2 separate regions of the Gossypium hirsutum genome follow, and region 1 is linked to region 2. A link is a contact called in public Hi-C data. All regions are on one chromosome and are shown on one strand. The core of a region is the stretch at or near the end of the contact, and the rest is flanking DNA. Distances in the headings are between cores, read along the strand shown. Region 1 holds the start of LOC107894617 (histidine--tRNA ligase, chloroplastic/mitochondrial). Region 2 has its middle 96 kb from the start of LOC121214256.

Region 1 (4,369 bases), core at 1,333-3,832, 470 kb before region 2:
GCCTCTTCTGATAACCCAGTAGCGTTCAACTCTCTCTTAATCTCATCTATTGGGATCTTTTCAATCTATTTCAGGAACAACAAAACTACATTAATTAATTAATTAACAAATGCTTGAATAAAGAAACCAAAGAAAGGAGAATATGTACATCCAGCCTTGCAATGTTTCTTTCAAATTTAAACAAAAAGAAAAAAGAGGTTATAATCAGGCGACCAGAATTTTTTACCAGTTACAAAACAATAGTACATGACTAAAAGAATAAAACCCAGAACAAAGGAAATCCTAAATACTTAATTTTAATAAACTAACCTTGTCTATGATGATGCAAACCTTGCCAAACAAATTTTCCGGTACCGAGTAGCATCTCAAAACTTCTTGCAAGACCTGTGCAGTAGATATGAATTAAAATCTCAGAATATATAATTAACAGTGATTGCATGTTGCACCTTCATAGAAAGTAAAGCATGCTGCAAGGACGAAAGCGTCATTAGAATATAGCATTTGCAACCATAACAATGAATGTATTCAAGAAAGTAATGACAGATCTCAAATGGTCCATTTCATGCATGAATGTACCTTTCGGCTTGAAACCTTAAAGCCAACATCTGATTCTGTGATACCAATTCTCTTGAAGAAAGCGACAATGGAAGAAATAAGTTCTGCCTCAGCCTACAAGAAAAAATGATAATCTTAATAACTAGAAAATGAAAGAAGGAATCTCACAACAGAATCATACATGTGCACCATTTAAACCATATATATATGTTAAAACAGTAAGTTGTGCTCGGATCAACAAGCAACTCTCCAGTAGGATGTGAAGCAACCTAAAATTTACTAGTGTGTGTGTGTTTCTAAAAATATAAGGATGATATTCTGCACTTTTAGCAGGTAAGCACATATGAGCAGGGGATTGAGTAAAATAGTGTCCAAGCATATAGGACAATTAGGACGCTTCCACTGCTGTCCTACAGAGGTTATATAAACTATAATTACAGCAACGATTAAATGAAAGGCCATGCCCAGCCAATTGGTAACAAAAAATAGCATCTACAAAAGCTTAGTAGTTCATAAAGCATGTCAAGTTGGAAGCGCATACAGTGACTTCAGGTAAACCAAGTATATCCATATTCCATTGATAGTGCTCACGGCGGCGGCCCCTTGTCATTCTCTCATACCTCCAACACTGACCAATGGCAAACCACTTCAATGGGAGGGATAAAGATTTTCTGAACCAAAAAAAAAAAGGATCAAATACTGGAATATGTACCTGGATACAAAACTAATACCAAAATAGATAAATAAATACCCAAATATTTTTTCCAGTACAAAATATCAATCTTTGAAATTAATAAAAAAATGAGAAGCAAAATTAAGTGGAACAAAAGTTCTTCATACCCTTTCTGTATCACCAGCCTTGCTAGAGAAGGCGTGAGCTCAGGCCTCAATGCAACACGGCGGTTTCCCCGATCTTCAAAACAATACAACTGCACATAGAAATGGAAAACTGCAACAGTCATTGAGAACTTAGTCTAAAACAAAATAAATGTAAACAAAACACTGGCAAATATCAAGCATTCATATTGTAAATACTCTCAATACTTTTGCTCTCATGCTGTCAAATATCCAGTCACTAATCCTTCTATAAAGAAAGCGTGTCCAGTTAACATAATAATCATCTTATTTCTACAAGTACTATAAGTGCCCTCCGCTCAAATAAATTCAACTTTTAATGAAGATTTGGTGTCATTTATACTACATTAGAACGTTATCTTTCGCTTCATTTGAATTTAACTGCAAACCAAATCATGTTTCGTAATCAAACACTATGTAATAAAACAGAGCAAACCTGATCTCTAATCTCCTCCCCTGCCTTTCTAATAAACAGAGCCTCTGATTCTAGCACAGGATAATCAACCTCTTCGAATCCAAACAACCGCGAAACCTTCAATAACACAAGAAATCATAAATAAAATAAATTAATTCAAGACGGAGCTAGCATTTCACAGAATTGGAAACTAACCTCTCTGAAATGGTTAAATAGCCAAGTACGGAGTCGCATATCTTCAGGGGGGAAGTCTCGAGTCCCTTTAGGTGGATTCACGTCGATCCTCTGAACCTCCTCCACAACTGGAGATGGAGATAGAGCGCCGGACCTTCCTCCTCTGCCGCTCCTGCCACCATTGTCGGTTGCAGATGACTGCTCCGAAGCTAAGTCAGAGAAGGTTTTACGTTTAGCGGAGACAAATTGCCTGGGGATTTGAAATTTCCGTGGTGCGAAAGATGATTGAGAGAAAAGGAAGAGAGGTTTTAGCGAAAAGCTGAGGCGCGGATTCAGTAGCGAAGAAGAAAGCGGAGACATTTGCGGCAAAATCTTTAACCGCTCCTAAGCCGCTCTGTTGCAGTTGCAGATAGCGTAGTATCATTATTAGGCTCTTGGCACCTATCGGGTTTTTTTTTTTTAATTATACGCCCTTTACTTGGCCCAATTAAGGGAGAGAATTGGGTTCTTATTATTTGAGTTATTGGTTTCTTTATAACTCAATTTCTAAATCTAACTTTTATCTTTCTATGATGATGAAATTGAGATTTAATCTATGTATTTTAATTTAATATCATATATTTTTTATAATGATATTCATTTGTATAAATAGTTAACACCCTTAAAGAACAATCTTTTCACCTCATTATGTAGCATGGATTTCTTTTATGATGAAACCAATAAGAAAAATTTGCTAGTCATTTGAAATAACTAATTGCACTATAAAAATAAAAGTATCGAATTATATTAAATTAAATTATAGAATTAAGAGTGTGTTTGATAAATAATAGGAACTTTTCATTTGATTGAAAATGAAAATTTTTAATATTTGATATTTTAAACATTTAAATTTTTCACATAGTATAAAATTTTTAACAAAAAAGTGTTGAATAAAATAAGTAGGTTGGTAGCTACTTATCACTTAATATAGAAAGTATTAAGTTACTTTTATTTTTATTAGAAATTAAAATAAATTATCTTTTTTTAAAAGAAAAAATGATATATTCAAATTACAATATGTATCCTATATCCAAAACTATCCAAAGTAATTTAAAATATTATATGAATAAGATTAAAATTAAAGAAATAAATTGTATCAAAAAATCTAAAAGATAAACAATCTTTTAAAATCAATATTTACTTTTTTCAAAAAATATAATTATATTTAGTACTTATATTTACTAATTTACCAAACAATTTTTTAATATAAATTTAGCACATACAAAATTTAGTAATAAAAATTCAATACTTAATTTTTTAGCACTTTAATTTTTAGTTTATCAAACACACCCTAAATCTCAAATCTGAACATTTTTGTATTTTTTAATTTTTTAATAAATTTTTTATTTATTAAAATACTATATATAACATGCAAATGTATCCTATTATTTAAGTCTTGACTGAATTGATGTTACAAAATCTACTAGACTTCAACTCAATTGGAAAATTATCAAATAACTGTGGTTCAAACTTTTAAAATAAAATTCATATATTATAAAAGTTATATTAGTAATTTTATTTTATTTTAAAAATAAAATAAAATCACTCATCTAATAATTTGAACTTAAGTGCACAAAATTTTAAAATCTCAATCTTACTAGCACAATCAAAATCTAATTAACAAAATTATTTATAATTTTTATTACTTTATCAATAATTATTCTTTTCTAAAAAAAACATTACTTAAATAATTTTTATCTTTTTTTATTTCTAATTTGAACTTGGGTGCACAGTGTTTTAAGGTCTTAACCTTTACGACAAATCCAAAATCTAATTAAGAAATTTATTTACTGTTAAGGTAGTTTTGAGAGCAGTTATGACAACAGTTACAGTTGTATCTGCTAATGTTTCATAACTTTCTTTATTTATTGGCATGTTGGACAAAAGTATTTTGTTTGTTTGATTTGTTTTAAGATTTTGTCCAACCAAACTTATGATTATAATTGGAGAAAAGATTGGACCAAACAATATTAACTTTCATGGGTCCTGATGTGAGCTACTTACCTTATATAATGAGATTTACAATCCAAGAAAATATAGGTTGATTTTATGAAGATTTATCTCAATCCTTTGTATCTTTATATTAAGGGTAATTAATTTGTTGAGATTTAGGTAGATCAAGATGAATTAAAGTTTACTTTATAAATTTAGTTTTGTGATCTAAATATGGAAGCCTTGTTCAATTATGAAAGAGGTAATTGTGTTGGAGTTGTTATGAGAGTAGTGACATCAAAAAGTTACAAATACACCAGACACTGTTCATGATTTATAACTTTCCTTATTTGGAGTTACTGTATTTTAAATCAAAATAGTTGGGTAATGACTTAGATG
Region 2 (3,871 bases), core at 1,239-3,738:
AAAAGTAGCCATTTTCGGATACGAGGTAAGTTCATGTGTAAATAATGTAGCATAATTGTTATTTTTAAGTTATTGATGTTAATTATATGATAAGCTAATTTTTAATCGTGAAATATTATGCTTTGTGGTTAATGTCGAGTAATATGCAAATTATGTTTACTACTTGATGAATATGAATTGCTACTGAGTATCGGTTCCGATATTCCATGGAAGACGACAAATGTGAGATCGAGGGAAAAAGCCCGTTTGAACCTTAGGAATAGATTAGGATACAAGTGACATGTGACTAGGATGGTTGAGCATCCGAACTCGTTGAGTTGAGTCTGAGTTCACTTATGGATACGAATGTCCGAACTCGTTGAGTTGAGTCCGAGTTCACTTATGGATGCGAACGCCCGAGCTCGTTGAGTTGAGTCTGAGTTCACTTAGGGGCGGGTTACATGATTTCTTGATTACATATATGGCATTTATGTGCAAATTATCCATGTATCCAAGTTATATTTCGATGTGTTCAACGGGTGAAATTTCTAGTGAAATGGAAGAACAGTTAAGATGCAAGCGACGTTTTGGTAAGTGTTGTGAAATGGACACTTTGGACAGGTATGCTCTTAACCCTCGGTTTGAAAATAGATACAACAACGATAAGGTGGTAAGATGATGAATAATGTTCAGAAATGTGATATATGTTTTGGTGATACCATGCTAAAGTTTTTTGGTATATTTGTGTTGTTATGTTACTTGTTATTTACATATGAACTTACTAAGCATTTATGCTTACTCCCTCCTCTTTATTTACTGTAGTTTTGAACAAGCCAGCTCGGGAACCGGGACGGGTCGAAGGTTCGATCACACTATCCAAAGGACTTTCATATGGGTAAATGGCTTGTAAAACTTAAGTATGGCATGTATAGCAATATACTTATTTTGTGTAAATAATTTTATGATATGGCCATGATTGGTTGAGAAAATGTTTGATATTGATAAGTCATGGTGATGGTTAAATTTAGATCATGTTTGATATCATGGAAGTTTAATAGGTTATCTAGTTCATAACAACTCATGAAAAGATTAAATTTGCCTTAAAACAGAATATTGCTGCAGTAATGGCATGAATTTGAAAAATCACTAAAAATAGTATAAATGGAATTAAATGACGAGAAAGTTATGAAATTTAAGCTTAATGAGTCTATTTTCATATGGATTGAAAAAAAAGAGGCATATAAATTATATTTTATGAGATATTTAAACTTTTGTGAAACAGGGTCAGAGTGATTTCTGGATCCTCTATTATGACTTTAAAAATTCATAATAAATTATAAAAAAATAATTAGAAGTCATTCTTTATATGTACAGATTCCTTATTGAGTCTAGTTTTAATATAAACAAATATCATAGTAATTGAAATTCTGTATAGAGAGATATCTGATTCGTAATACACAGAGATCAGAGCAGTCGAACCCTGAAACAGGGGAGACTTTAACTAATAAACTGTACTAATTGGCCCAACCAAAAATTCTAGAAAAAAATTAGTAAATATATATATGAGTCTAGATTTAGGGAAAATTTACAGATCTTTATTTCGAGTTTCGTAACTCGAGATATGATTTTTCTTGTAACTGTGATGCGGGTAGCTAGAAAGCTGTGAATGTAGAAACAAATGATTTGAAGTTCTTAATTTGGTAAATTATGTTTGGTAACCCCTCAAGCTCGACTCCGGCGACGGTTTCAGGCGTGGGGGCGTTACATTTAATCTGGTTCAACAGAAATAGTTTGTTATATGAAAGAAAAAATGTGACAAGAAGAGAAATAGCAAAGCAAGTTCGAAGTTATATCACAAAGTTGGATGCAACAAAAGAGAAAAAACTCACCCTTCAGTCTGATGGAAATATACAACAGGATGATCAAAGAGAAAGGGTCACAGTTCATTTTGACGCAGCCTTTGACCATCAATCTTCTAGATCGACTAAGGGCCTGATTGTACGAAATGAGGTGGGGGAGATCCTAGCATTAAAGACGGTTATTCACTCCGAGATAGTAACTCCATTCACGGTAGAGGCACATGCAGGGTTACAGGAAGTGATTTTAGGAATTTTTATGGGTTTTAACAAAATGGAAGTAGTTGGAGATTCAAAAACTATTATAAAGAAATGCCAAAGTACTGATATAGATAAATCGGTTATGGAGCAATTATTAGAGACATACAAAGCAAAAAAGATAGATTTCAGGAGATTGAGTTTCATTTTGTCCCCAAAATAGAGAATATACGCCCATGTTATCACGAAGGAGGCCATAAAGAGGAGAGAATGTGTTCATCAAGCACTGGAGAATTTCCGGCCAAGGCATCCGGATTGAATGAAAGGAAGATAAAGGCTTTTGAGAAGAGGTAGCAGAAAAAATTAAAATTCATATTTGAAAACTTGCTATCATTAATGGTTGGGTCGGTAATGTGAAAAGACAGAGTCTATTGGTATCCAGCTGTCGATTTGACTAGTATAGGATAAGATTTGATTTTCTGTTTTGATTTAGTTGAAATTAAACAAATTGGGCCAGTTCCGTAAGTTTTAGGCCTGATTTTATTTAGTAGGCTTTTGTTTTTTAGTTATTCTTTTAATTAGTATCTTGTTAATGGACTTCAGTCTAATTCTGTTCTATGTATTATTTCTTTTTGCTAATAAATCAAGTCGAATCTTTAATTAAAATTTTTTTAACAAAATAATATATTATAAAATAAGAAAACGGGTCTACTCCAGCTTTCAATATTTTTGTTTTGGTGAAAAGGATTTCAATATTAAAACTCAAGCCTAACCCTTATTATCACTATTCGTCTGTACCAATTTTAAAATGATGATTAAAATTTAAACTTAACTGGATTGAAGTAACCCAGCACATATTTAAACAATAATTAAAGTTATTTACCAAAGTAGAAAAACGCTATTTAGAACTTGGATTAAGTTTTGGATTTCTTTTTAAGTGCTTTTAAAGTAAAAAATGTTTGCAGCGTGATAAGCAAATTTTCGAACTCAAAGATAAAAAAGAGTGTTTCGTAAATAAAGTTTTGAATTTTTTTAGTTGATTTGAATATAAATAGATGATTGACTAATCAAATCTTTTAATTGTAGTGTTTAGTAAATAGGGGTTTGCAAGAGTTTGTTGAGCTAAAATCTCTAAAATAAAAAACACTCGGATGACAACTTTTATCACGACTGATTGAGAATAACATATGTGGAAAGGGGCGAAGCCTGAAAAATTTTTTAGGAGGGGCCAGATGAAATTTTAATTTTTTATAGTTTATATTTTTATAATTTGTAAAAGATTAAATCGAATTTTTATAATTTTAGGGGGCAAAGTGCAATTTTATCTTTACTAATTTAAAATTTTTTAAAAATTTTAAGGGCTTAAAATATAATTTTATATTTTAGGGGGTGTCGGAGCCCATGCTAACCCCTTGGCTTTGCCCCTGTATGTGGAATGACATATCTAATTATGTTTACTAAAAAATTACTCCTTTTGTCACATGTTCTCAGACCCAATGTAGCCTCCATTTTCCCATTTTCACTTTCATCTTAAAAGTCCCAAGTAAATTTAAAAAAATTCACTAATTAATTTCCATAATGGATGTTTTAATTCCTTGATAATAGTGTTTTATTTCAATAATTTCACCCATTAAAGACTTAGTATTATAAACAAATAAATACTTAACAATAAAATATGTCATGCCCTTATTTGTTATTTTACACATATCAACTTTCGGCTATTAGTTAAGTTTTACCAAACAATTTTAAATAAACAGATAATAAAATCAGTTAATCAAATCAGTTAATAGAATCAATTGGTCAAACCAACAATTGCAATCAACTATTAGCCAATTACC

Evidence for each region. Hi-C and Micro-C count contacts between places; a contact is called where the count stands out from the background.
Region 1: a Hi-C map of leaf shows a contact between it and region 2, with 2.7 times the contacts expected there. The contact joins the promoter of LOC107894617 here to the enhancer-like site in region 2. A contact is called at or near these places in 5 of 34 Hi-C or Micro-C datasets (callus and leaf).

What each region holds. Positions count from the first base shown.
Region 1 is chrA01:63,792,743-63,797,111 of Gossypium_hirsutum_v2.1, reverse strand. It overlaps LOC107894617 (histidine--tRNA ligase, chloroplastic/mitochondrial), which reads right to left and starts at 2,582. Exons shown (of 11, transcript XM_041099576.1): 1 at 2,021-2,582; 2 at 1,847-1,942; 3 at 1,396-1,484; 4 at 1,097-1,226; 5 at 577-669; 6 at 310-384; 7 at 1-65. The coding sequence starts at 2,359.
Region 2 is chrA01:63,327,193-63,331,063 of Gossypium_hirsutum_v2.1, reverse strand. No RefSeq gene overlaps it. Among protein-coding and RNA genes, the nearest start is that of LOC121214256, 96 kb to the right of the region's middle. Within about 2 kb of position 2,488, at least 8 of the 9 cell types and tissues checked have an H3K27ac peak or open chromatin away from gene starts, as enhancers often do. A contact at or near this core is called in leaf, where this site is marked.